Regions from separate parts of the Sus scrofa genome. Here region 1 is linked to region 2. Evidence: chromatin contacts called from public promoter capture Hi-C data. All regions are on one chromosome and are shown on one strand. Each heading gives the region's core, a stretch centred on a gene start, on an enhancer-like site or on the middle of the called end of the contact. The rest is flanking DNA. Distances are from core to core; before and after follow the strand shown. Region 1 holds the start of DLGAP5 (disks large-associated protein 5). Region 2 holds the start of CGRRF1 (cell growth regulator with RING finger domain protein 1).

Region 1 (6,236 bases), core at 2,801-5,300, 690 kb before region 2:
ACTTCCCCCTGCCTCTTTGGAGTGGTATTTCAGACCTATCTAAAGCACTGCCCAGGCGGTAGTTAAGTCGACAAAACAAAGGACGTCACAGTCATCTGCATATGCAGCCACCTCCAACGGTGAGTCTGTGAGCTCTGAGGGAACTCAGGAAAGAAACAAAGAATACCTGCCATCTAGCAGCCATCAGATTGCAACCACTCCTAACAGTGAGCCCTGAGGAATTCAGGCTGTGAAAACACAGGATACTGGCCGAGATAGCTAAGGTGCATAGTGAAAGAATGATTTCAGTGAGCCTAGACATTTTCATGTTCCCATAGAAAACTGATAAATTCCTTAACTTGAGATACATGGTTTTCTGTAATCTTTTGTTCCTACCTCCTGCAATTTGTTGCAAAAAACCCCTCCTATATATCCTGACACCCCCCTTGTCTGTCCTCTTGGAGCAGTTTTCTCAGGGTTATTTGAGATGGTGCCTCCTGGGCTCAAGTCCTAATTTTGCCCCAAATAAAACTTAGCTCTCAACTTTTAGGTTGTGTTTTGTTTTTTTTTTTGTCTTTTGCCTTTTCTAGGGCCGCACTCTTGGCATATGGAAGTTCCCAGGCTAGGGGTCCAATTGGAGTTGTAGCTGCCGGCCTATGACACAGCCACAGCAATTCAGGATCCGAGCCACATCTGTGACCCGCATCACAGCTCACAGCAATGCCGGATCCCTAATCCACTGATCGAAGCCAGGGATCGAACCCTCGAGCTCATGGTTCCTAGTCATATTCGTTAACCACAGAGCCACAACAGGAACTCCTTGGTTGTGCACTTTTCTTAAGTCGACAATTCAATGGAGAAAAAAGTCTCCCTAATAAATGATAGGATAACTGGAAAGCTACATCCAAAAGAATGAAATTGGACCACTTTCTTACAGCATATAAAAAATAAACTCAAAATTGGAGTTCCTGGAGTTCCCGTCGTGGCACAGTGGTTAACGAATCCGACTAGGAACCATGAGGTTGCGGGTTCGGTCCCTGGCCTTGCTCAGTGGGTTAACGATCCGGTGTTGCCGTGAGCTGTGGTGTAGGTTGCAGGTGCGGCTCGGATCCCACATTGCTGTGGCTCTGGCGTAGGCTGGTGGCTACAGCTCAGATTCGATCCCTAGCCTGGGAACCTCCATATGCCGTGGGAGCGGCCCAAGAAATAGCACACACACACACACACACACACACACACACACACACACACACACACACAAATTGGAGTTCCTGTAGTGGAGCAGTGGAAACAAATCTGACTAGGAACCATAAGGTTGTTGGTTTGATTCCTGGCCTCCCTCAGTGGGTTAAGGATCTGGTATTGCCCTGAGCTGTTGTGTAGGTTGCAGACTTGGCTTGGATCCTACATTGCTGTGGCTGTGGTATAGGCTGGTGGCTACAGCTGCAATTCGACCCCCAGCCTGGGAACTTCCATATGCCAGGGGTGTGTCCCTAAAAAGCAAAAAAGCAAGCAAGCAAGCAAGCAAGCAAGCAAGCAAGCAAGCATAGGCAATAAACTTGTTGATATTCATCTTAGCAATATCTTTTTGGAGGTGTTTCCGCAGGCAAAAATAAACAAGTGGGACTACATAAAACTAAAAGGCTTTTTTACAGTGAAGGAAGTCACTATTGATTTAAAAAATAATCCCACACTTATATTTCCCCAAGAGAAATAAATCATCTCACAAAAAGACTTGTACAAGGATGTTTGTAGCAACTGTCATGGTCTGTGCGTGTGGGCTGGAAGAATTTCTGGACTCATATCAGGGCAAAAAGAAAGAAGAGTTTTGTTTGTTGTTTTTTGCTTTTTAGGGCTGTACCTGCAGCATATGGAAGTTTGCAGGCTAGGGGACAAATCAGAGCTGCAGCTACTGGCCTACACCGCTGCAGCTGCTGGCCTACACCACAGCCACAGCAACAGCAACATGAGATCTGAGCCCCATCTGCTACCTACACCACAGCTCATGGAAAGGCTGGATCCTTAACCCATGGATCGAGGTCAGAGATCCAACACACATCATCATGGATACTAGTTGGATTCGTTACCACTGAGCCACAACAGGAACTCCAAGGGTCTGGCAATCTTGTCTTGGCCACAGGCTTTGAGTTCAGTCTCCGTGAAGGAGCCTTGAAGTCCAACAGCAACTTTATTCATAACAGCTAAAAACTGGAACAATCCAAAAAATTCACCAACAGGTGAATAGATAAGCAAATTATTCAATGCAATACTTTTCAGCATTAACAACTGCTGATCCGTGTAATGGTAGGGATGGATCTCAAAATCATTATGATTTCGGAGAGGCAGCAGTGAGTGATGGCTTGGAGTGAGACCTTAATTTTCTGCTCAGGCACTGAACCTGGGCAGCCTGGATGAAAAACCAGGACTCCTAGTCACTAGACTAGCTAGAGGCTAAGAGTAGAATTGCCCTGATTCTTGCCCTCTGTTGAAAGCAAAAACGTTTCAGGGAGGGAAAGACTGAAAACAGGTATAAAGTTTATTGTTAGAGTCACAGTACAACACATGGGGAGAGCACACAGAGAAGTAGTTTATTTAAATCAGAAGTAAAGAAGTAATACACACCCTAAAGAGGAGTGCAGGTGAGGGCAGTACCCCTCAATGAGGAGTGCGCCAGAGAGGTGATCTAAATCGCTTTTATGGCACAGTTCTTCTGCGTCTTTGTTTACCTTTAGCCAATTATCTTGTTTTATTTCTCACTCCTTACTGGACACAGTACCCTCTCCGGTATATGTGCACATCTTTTGGCAAAGATGGATTCCAAAGCTAAGAGGGCAGGGATGGTATCAGGACTTATTGTGGCCTGGAATCCCCTCCCTTTTTGACCCCTAGGAGTCTTACTGCACGCGTGTTAATTCGGGAGGTCCCCTTGACCCCAGCAGTGATTGAAGTGGTCATCTTATCTTTCTACTCCAGCAGAGCTCAGGTCCTGCAGTTAACTTTTTCCTTGAAGTGTCAAAGAGAAACAAGTCCCAGCTCTTCTCAGTCCAGGGGCCCATTTACCTCCTAACTCAATTACACTGAGAGAAAGAAGGCAGACAGGGAAGTGTACCTACTACTCCTATTCTTACGGTGATAGAAACCTGAACAGTGGTAGTCGAAGCGGTGGGGCGCTAGAGGGAGCTCTTGGGTGATGGAAATGCTTTTTATCCTGATTGGGTGGTGGTTACACTGTTGTTTACACTTAGCAAAACTCATCAAATCTTATACTAAAACCACTATGCTTTTCAATGCTTAAAGTTTTTACTTCTATAAAAAAAAGTATGAGGGAAAAAAGGCTGCTAACATTGAAAAGGAACATTAAAAGATGTAGAGAGAAATATGGAGTGTTAATAAGCCCTTTCTTGGAGTTCCCTTTGCAGCTCAGTGGAAATTAAACCGACTAGTATTCTTCCCTGGCCTCGCTCAGCGGGTTAAGGATCCGTTGGCATGAGCTTCATGCAGGTCGCAGACAAGTCTCAGATTCCACCCCACCCCACCCCCGCCCTCGCTGTGGCTGGGGTGCAGATCAGCAGCTATAGCTCCCATAGGGCCCAGAGCTCGGCAACCTCCATATACCACACCTGCGGCCTCCGCCCCCCTGGAAAAATAAAAAACAAACAAAAATACAACCCTTTCATTAAAGCGTTAAGCTTTTCTAAACGTTCATATTCGAATAATTCTTCTGGGCTTATATAATTTTAAAAAGATATTAAAAAGTCCTGCAAACTCTAAATTCCCTTTTCTTCTTCTGAGCTCCTTTGTCCTTTCTGATACCCGCGAGGCCCTAGGAGTTCCAGGGCGAATTCGGAGTAGCCCGGGGAAAACACGAGCCACTCCAGCTCTCCCACGGCCTCAGCGACCCCCACTGCTCAGCCCCTCAACTAGAGCTTATCCGGAAGCATCCATTGATTCCGCTCATGCCCTCCCTCCGAACCGTCCGTTCCCCTTTCAATCAATTCAAAAATCGCGGGAGCGAACCAATCGGAAGCCTCGTCGGAGGGAAGAGGCGGGCATTTTTACCGGAAGCATTGGTTAAAATACTTCCAATCAGAGGCTTGGTGCGGGAAGTTTGAATTTTGCTGAGTCTTGGGCTCAGGGCGTTTCTTCTTCAGAGGTGGCGGTGGTCTCTTAGGCCCGGAGAGTTTCTTCACTTTTAGTTTGGTCGAGGTTTCTGCGTTAAAATCTGCCTCAGGTAAGTGGACGCTGGAGAGTTGAAGGGAAGGCGCCGGTCCGCTTCTTTCTAGAAGGTCAGCACTGGCGGCTACGAGCTGGACGCGCGCGGCTCAGGGGAGGCGCCTCTTACGACGGTGTTACCTGTCTTTCCCAAGCTGATGTCACAGTCCTCCAGAAGAGTAAATATTTGTTCCTATTATCTCTGTAGCAGTCAACATTTTACCATCAGGGCGTAATTAGCATTTGGCCCGTCGTTATTCCTGTAGCTCCTTCCAGATTCTGTGACAACTAAAAATGCCTCAGTTGACAGCCTCTAAGCAACCAAGACTGAGGCATTCTAGGCTTTCTGGCTGGAAGAAACTCCAGTCAGCCAAAGACTGAACTTGGATGTACTGTGAAGAAGCCAGGCTCCCTGGTTTGGGATTCTAACTGCTACCTTTCAGCTGCGCTCATGTGAGCAGTTAATTTACCTCATCTGTATAACGGTAATTATACTAACTACCTTTTAGGGTTTATATGATAATTAAATATACTTTCAGTTCTGTATATGGTGCTATGCTGTATTTTAAAATAACTAATACATATTTTTTAAAATTTAAAAATCTTTCTTAGCAAATTGATATTTTCAGCAATTGGAAAATCTAATTGTAGAGTTCTTCATTTTTCAAAAAAAAAGAAGCACAGTCCTTTGTCACAGGAAATGACAATGTTATTAGCATCCAGGTCATTTAAAAAAAAAATATTCGTTGACTGCTTTAAAATCATGTAACATTTTAATTTGTTGCATTTCTTGTGCAATTTTTCTTTCAGGATTCCAGTGGACTTTCTTAGTTGTTGTTATTGAAGAGTATAGTGTGCCTATATCTTTTGAAACTTTCTAATGGCATATCCTCTGTTTTTGTTGTTGTTGTTTTTTAATCTGACAAGACTTTTCTTTGGAGACTCAGCCCTCATTCTCCAGTTAGGCTTGGTTGTTCTCTATACCAGCTGTATGGGTGATGCCTGTAGACTTTCCACTTTTCTTTATTCCTTTCCTCAGCTGGACCCATGGTTTCTTGGAACTCAGGCCATCGTCTTTCTTATTCTTTCTACCTATATAATAGGTATCTTGTGTGTTTGTTTTGGTTTTCGGCTTGAGAAGAAATGTCAGCCTTCCTGCATTCATCACCAGGAGAAAGTTAGGGAAACTGTTCTGTATACTGTCCTTCACTTTTTTTCCCTGTTTTCATCTTTACTTCATACTCTGTTTTGCATCATTCTCTCTGGTAAGCCTGGAACTTCTTGTTTATATTCCAGACCTTGGCTTCCTGGGCTTCGCCATCATCTGTCATGCAAGTTCTCATTCAGAACCCCAAAATAGGTTGTAGTATCTTTTTAAAATTTTTTTAATTTTTAATTTTTTTAATTAAAGAGTTTTTTTTTAGGGCCACATCCATGACATATGGAAGTTCCCAGGCTAGGGGACAAATCAGAGCTGCAGCTGCTGGCCTGCACCACAGCCACAGCAATATAAGATCTGAGCCGTGTCTGCGACCTGCAGCACAGCTCATGGCAATGCCCAGATCCTTAACCCACTGAGCAATGCCAGTGATCTAACCCGAATCCTCATGGATACTAGTTCACAGCGGGAACTCTGGGTTGTACTGTCTTTTGATAACCTCTTTCCCACTCTTCAGTCACATGTTTATTCTTTTTTGTATTTTAACATTTTTACTGATGTGGGATAGGATGTGAACTAGAATCTTAATTTTTTAAATAATAAAAATGAGATTCCATGTAAGTTGATTTTTCTCTCTTTTTCCTAATAGGATGTCTTCATCACATTTTGCCAGTCGACATAGAAAGGATTTAAGTACGGACATGATTAGAACTAAAATTGCTCATAGGAAATCATTGTCTCAGAAAGAAAACAGACATAAGGAATATGAACGAAATAGACACTTTGGTTTGAAAGATGTCAACATTCCAACCTTGGAAGGTAGAAGCATTCTTGAATTACATGAGACATCTCAAGAGCTTGTTCCAGAAAAGTCCGGTGTCAAGCC
Region 2 (5,990 bases), core at 2,983-5,482:
AGAACAGGACCCTTTTCAAATTCTTCTGTGCAGAAAGATGGATTTTCTCTCAAGGTGGTAGGTGCTTGAGTCTCAGCCCTGCTGTGACAGTGCCAACTTGATTGATGTTGCCCTCAGGGGGCAGGGTTAGGAGAGAAAAAAGGGAGACTGCTTCTACACTCTCCTGTTCCCAGGGGCCTCTTTTCTTCATCCCCAGGATGGAAGGAAGGATTTCTTTTGGAAGTTTTGCTGATTCAGACTGATCTCAAGTCAGGCAGTAAAGGAGAAAAAAAGAACTAGGAAACTCACCAGCACTACACTAGTCATTTGTCAAGTTCTGACTTCCTGCAATTCCTAAAAATTTTTTTCTTCTTTTTAGGGCTTCATCTGCAGCATATGGAAAGTCCCAGGCTACAGGCTAAATCAGAGCTGTAGCTGCCGGCCTACACCACAGCAACGCCAGATCGGAGCCTCGTCTGCAACCTACACCACAGCTCAAGGCAACACCCAGGTCCTTAACCCACTGAGCAAGGCCAAAGATTGAACCCGAGTCCTCATGGATACTAGTCAGATTTGTAACCCACTGAGCCACAACGGGAAATCCTGTAAGGCCTAAAATTAAGGTGTAATATTATGTGCTGCCTTGACTTTGTGTTGAAATGGGGAATGACCTAACTGCAAGTTTCTATCCCCACTCTGCTCCCACAGATAAGGTCTTCTAGCCAAACAACCCTCCTTATCTTGGGGACCAAGCACAGTGCCTGCTGATCCCTGAGTAGTGGGTTTCAGTTCCCTGCCAGCTCATGGAATTATTCAAATAAGCCAATCACATCCTCCTGCAGGCACCAGAGGGCACCTCACCCTCTTGAAACTACAAAGCCTGCCTCCCACAGCCTCCAGCTGTTTACTCTGTTCCCAAGTGCACGGCATTTGGTGTCCCCCTGCTCCAGGCGTGAGTGTATGTGACTAAAAAAACAGCTGTCAATTTCACCTGCCAGTGTTGGGTGCTGTGTGTTGGGCTGGTCTCATAACTCTAGGGCAAGAATCCCTCTCTCATAAACAGGATGAAGAGGAGGCAATCAAAACACTTCCTTCCTCAATCCACCAACTATTCTGCTATTTATTCTCAGTCCTCATGTAGTTGCTTTTTATATTCTGTCCAGAGCTTTTAGTTGTAATCAATGGGAGAGAGAGACTGCAGCTGGCTTACTCCATCTTGGCTGGCCTTGGAAGTAACTCTATCCTGACAGTCTAACACAACAGAAGGATCCTTTTAGAAGGAAACTGAGTCAGAATGATTCTGCTAAAATGCCTAAGAGATTACGTCACTCCCCTGCTCAGTCCTGCCAATGGCACATCCTTGTGATCATTTCCGAGGCAAAGTCCTTGTGATTATTTACAAGGCTGTACAGAATCCAGCCCTCTAATCCCTCTATGATCTCACCTACAATTCACCCCAGCACCTCCAATCCAGTCATTTGACTGCTGTTTTGTCCCCCACAACATGCAGGCTTCTGCCTCAGGGTCTTTGCAATGCTAGTCCCTCTGTGTGAGATGTTCTTCCAGACACTGACATGGCTAATCAATAAGGCTAATCCCCACAGCTTTAAATCTTTGTTCAGACATGACCTTCCTAGTGAGGACTAGGATGACTTCTTTATTTGAAATAAAAAGTCTCTCACCCCCTGCATTCCAATATTCCTTTCCCTGTTCTTTTCCCCAGCACTAATCACCTTCTAGGATATAATATTTACTAACTTATTATCCTATTGTCTGCTATCTCCTCCTCCCTATTAGAATAGTTCCAGGATGGTAGGGGTTTTAGTCTGTGTTGGACCTTGGCATCCAGGACATAGCCGATACATAGTGGATCCTCAATAACTATTTGTTGAATGAATGAATAAGTAAGACTATGTAAGTAATATAAACACTTTAGCAAGGCTGTTAATACAGAGAAAGGAGGACTTAGAAAAATTCAGGCCAGGAATTCTCTCATGGTACAGCAGATTAAGGACCCAGCATTGCCACTGCAATGGCTTGAGGCACTGCTGTGGTTCGGGTTGGATCCCTGACCTGGGAACTTCCATACACTGCATGTGCAGCCAAAAAAAGAAAAAAAAGAAAAACTCAGGCCAGAAAAGATTATTCTAATTCTTTTTTTTTTTTCTTTTAATGGCCACACCTGCAGCATATGGAAGTTCCTGAGCTAGAGGTTGAATCTGCTGGTCTATGCCACATCTTCTGTGACCTACAGCCAGCTTGCAGCAGCACCGGATCCTTAACACACTGAGCAAGGCCAGGGATTGAACCAACATCCTCATGGATATTATATCGGGTTCTTAACCTCTGAGCCACAACAGGAATTCCAAGATTATTCTAATTCTGATCATCCCTCGATTTTTAAGTGGAAATGCTCTTTTCCTTTTGACCCTGATCTTGTCTTGATGTCAAATGCTTCCCCAAGATAAAACACATTTCGGTGACCTTTACATAAACTAATATTTACAGGTTCTTGATTTGTATAGGGTTACCCAAGCAGAAAAGTGCTGGAAAATATTCTGGAACTTTTTCCCCCTCAGAATAACCCAAGCCAGAACAGCATTCCCAAACATTTAAAATAGGTATAATTTTTTTTTTCTGGTGGCAAGAATATTCTACAGTCTGAGTTCAAGTAATATTTCTGTTCATAGTCTATATTCATTTTCCCACATAGTAAAATAAATCACATTTTCATCATTGTCCTTTTCTTGTCACTACATCCAGCCTCTGTCCAGCCTCTCTTGGGTCTACATGAGACTTTGCCCATTTCATAGCCAATAACATTGGGAAAACATTAAAAGAACAACATGAAAGGGGAAAACAATGGATTTACTATTTATCAGGTGAAATGTCATGTAGCTAAACATTAATTTTTTCACCTTTTCCTCTAATTCCTCTCATAGATGGAGAGAGGAGACGGGAAAAGATGGGGGTGGGGAAGAATCTATGCTAAACTCTAATATAATTGTTCATGGACTAATAACAATCATTTTCTCTCCCATCATTTCTTACATGGTACTAGGTGTCAAATTTACCAGTTCTCTTATCATAGTAAAAAGTATTATGGGGGCAGGTCACTAAGAGAATGTAGCTGAGCTGTGGAATTTCTTACTAGTTAAACTTTCTAGTTTTCTAATTTATGAGAAAACGTAGGTATTGGATCAAATTAAGTTATATATATATATATATTTTTTTTTTTTTTGTCTTTTTGCTATTTCTTTGGGCCGCTCCCGCGGCATATGGAGGTTCCCAGGCTAGGGGTCCAATCGGAGCTGTAGCCACCGGCCTACGCCAGAGCCACAGCAACGCGGGATCCGAGCCGCGTCTGCAACCTACACCACAGCTCAGGGCAACGCCGGATCATTAACCCACTGAGCAAGGGCAGGGATCGAACCCTCAACCTCATGGTTCCTAGTCGGATTCGTTAACCACTGTGCCACGACGGGAACTCCTAAGTTATATATTTTAACTCTGACTTAATGGTATTTATTAATATGCTAACAATTCATTAAATTTAACATTAAATATAAACTTTAAATATTCTAATAATCCAGTCTAATACTAATGAAGAAGGATGGCAGTGGGCGCATGTTCTGGAATTTTCTTTTTTCTCTGCTTCTTTCGTCATTCAGTAAATAAGAAGCAAGCATCAACTATGGACCATGCACCAGCTGAGGATAAGCTGTAAACTCCGTGAGCTCCTGCCCCAGTTAGCTTCTTTCATTGAAGACACGTGTACGAATTCTGAGTTCAAACCTTACTTCTTCCAAACCACCGGGTTCAAAAGTAAACTTGCCCCTACAGAAACTTCTTAATGCGCGATTAGGCAATGGCTCATGAGAACACTCATCTAGACATGAATCATCACGCAATCAGACTTGAATAAATAAACACCATCAAGAAAGAAATGTATTTACCAAGTCCCGCAAGGTGGTCAGAGTAGGGGCAAGGGTTCCGGAGAGGGTGAGAGGAAAGGCAGGTGTACCTAGGTTTGAGGGAGGTGGAATTTGAAAGGTAGGTTGGGGTCAAACACACACATTTACCATTGAAATCGTTGACTCAATCATGTCACCATGAAATTTCTCTCAGAGATTGAGGAGGGTTGAAAGGAAGCAAAAACTGGCTCGAATTTTGAGGATACATTTTGGCACTGGAAGTCCTCCACTCCGAATCCGATAGCGTCCACTGGAGGGTTCAAGAAACAGCGCGGGAGAAATGGAAGGGGCGGGGGCACTCGCGTTCCTGCGAAGTTTGAGCCGCGCCGGCCACCGTTGGCGGTCACGTGCTGCCCTGCAGCTGCCGCGTAGCTGGTGGGGGCGGCTCTGCCAGGCGCCGTGCAGGAACGGAGGCGGCAGCCGTGCCATTCTTAAAGGGGCCCAAGGGGAGGCGAAAGGCTGCTGACGGCCGGAAGGAAAATGGTGAGTTGCTGCCGGGGAGGGCGGGGGCCGGAGGGCTGGGCCAGCCCGCCGGGCTTTCCTGTTTGCCGAAGCCGGTATCGGCGGGCAGCGCCCCGGGTGGGTCGGCGGCCGCTTCCGGCCTGGCTGCTGGTAGTTTCTCTCTTGCTGCGAGTTGGCCCCCGCCCGCCGCCGCTGCCGCCTTTGCCAAGGGCAGCATCCTCCTGCCGGGCCCGGAGTCGACTCGCCCAGCAGGCTCGGGGACTGGGGTGCGGCCAGTAGGGGTGGGTCATGCTCACCGCGTCCTTCTGGATGGGGAGGTGGGGGCGGCTTCTAGCTTTTGCGCTGAAGGGTCAGAGGGGCCGGGGGTCTGGTCCTTCGGAGGAACTCCCCCAAACACCTGCTTCTCTGCAGGCCCGAGGGACCGGCAGGCGCCGAGTACCTTCCGCCTGGCCGCCTTTGCGGGGAAGGCTCGAATTTTGATTCCGTTCTTTCGGCATCGCGTTAAGCTTCCTGACGTGCTTCTAATGATTTTTCCTTATCCTTGCTTTCTTCGAGTTATGGCAGTTGGAAACCTTTCGACCCAGCGCTTTGACGCTTGATTTTAAAGTGACTGTCAAAAGCTTTCGTTTTTTGTGTCTGGGGGCTCTCGCTTCCTTTCTTGTGTGGTTTCGACCCCACGCGCAAAAATAAAGTGGATGATTTCACTGATTGCCCAAGCCGGGGTCTCCTGAATCTTTCTCATGGGATTTAAGAATATGCTTCTCATTTCTGTAATTAGAAATAAAACACAAAATTCCTGCTGTCCTTTTCTCTAACTCCCCATTCATTTTTCAACCCACCTTCATCGAATATATTTCATGGTCACTAAATCCAAGGGACTCTCTTCAATTCTCATCTTTCCTTATCTGTATTCTCAGTGTTGATCATGCTCTCCTCTTTGAAACATTCTCTTCCTTTGTGCTTCCCCCTTGGCTTCTAGAATACAAAACTCATTTTTCTTCTCTTGTTGGTCTGTCTGTGTCCCATGCAGCTCTCCTTCCCTGTACATCACAAGGAGTCCTGAGCTCTATCCTAATGCTTCATTTTCCATTCTGTATTCTTTCTCTCCTTTCTACATTCATTAGTTTCAGTTACTACCTACCTATGTGTAGATGACTTGTGAATTTGTATTGCAAATGTTGCTTCTGAGATCAGCCCTACCTATCCTGCTCTTTAGTTAGCATCCCCTGGAAAGAAAGCTTTCCCCACTTGAGTGCCTTAGAGCCTGCTTAGTGTCCAAAATAGAACTCCTTTTTCCCCTCAAACTTGGTCTTCCTCAGTGTTCCTTAACTTAGTGAAAGGTAGCACCATTTAAGTCTACTACACAAGCAAGAAGCCTAGGAGTCACATTTGTACTAATCCACGCCACCCAGTCTGTCCCAGCTCCTTTGTAGTGGTTAAGAGAGGGGGCTAAAGTCAGGCTGTCTGGGTTGAATCCTGGCTTCCATGGTTGTATAATTTTGGGAAAGATAGTTAACCTCTCTAAGCCTTAGTTTCTTGCAAAATGAGGATAATATGATACCCATTTCTTGGGGT

The links. Promoter capture Hi-C pulls out the DNA fragments that hold promoters and counts their contacts.
Region 1: a promoter capture Hi-C map of fetal liver shows a contact between it and region 2, with 2.9 times the contacts expected there. The contact joins the promoter of DLGAP5 here to the promoter of CGRRF1 in region 2. A contact is called at or near these places in 1 of 5 promoter capture datasets (fetal liver) and 1 of 2 datasets of contacts at active chromatin or transcription factors (alveolar macrophages).

What each region holds. Positions count from the first base shown.
Region 1 is chr1:184,547,842-184,554,077 of Sscrofa11.1, reverse strand. DLGAP5 (disks large-associated protein 5) reads left to right here and starts at 4,050. Exons shown (of 19, transcript XM_003121820.4): 1 at 4,050-4,210; 2 at 6,000-6,236. The coding sequence starts at 6,001.
Region 2 is chr1:183,861,701-183,867,690 of Sscrofa11.1, reverse strand. It overlaps CGRRF1 (cell growth regulator with RING finger domain protein 1), which reads right to left and starts at 4,232. Exons shown (of 11, transcript XR_002346942.1): 1 at 4,062-4,232. GMFB (glia maturation factor, beta) reads left to right here and starts at 4,357. Exons shown (of 7, transcript NM_001244461.1): 1 at 4,357-4,436. The coding sequence starts at 4,434.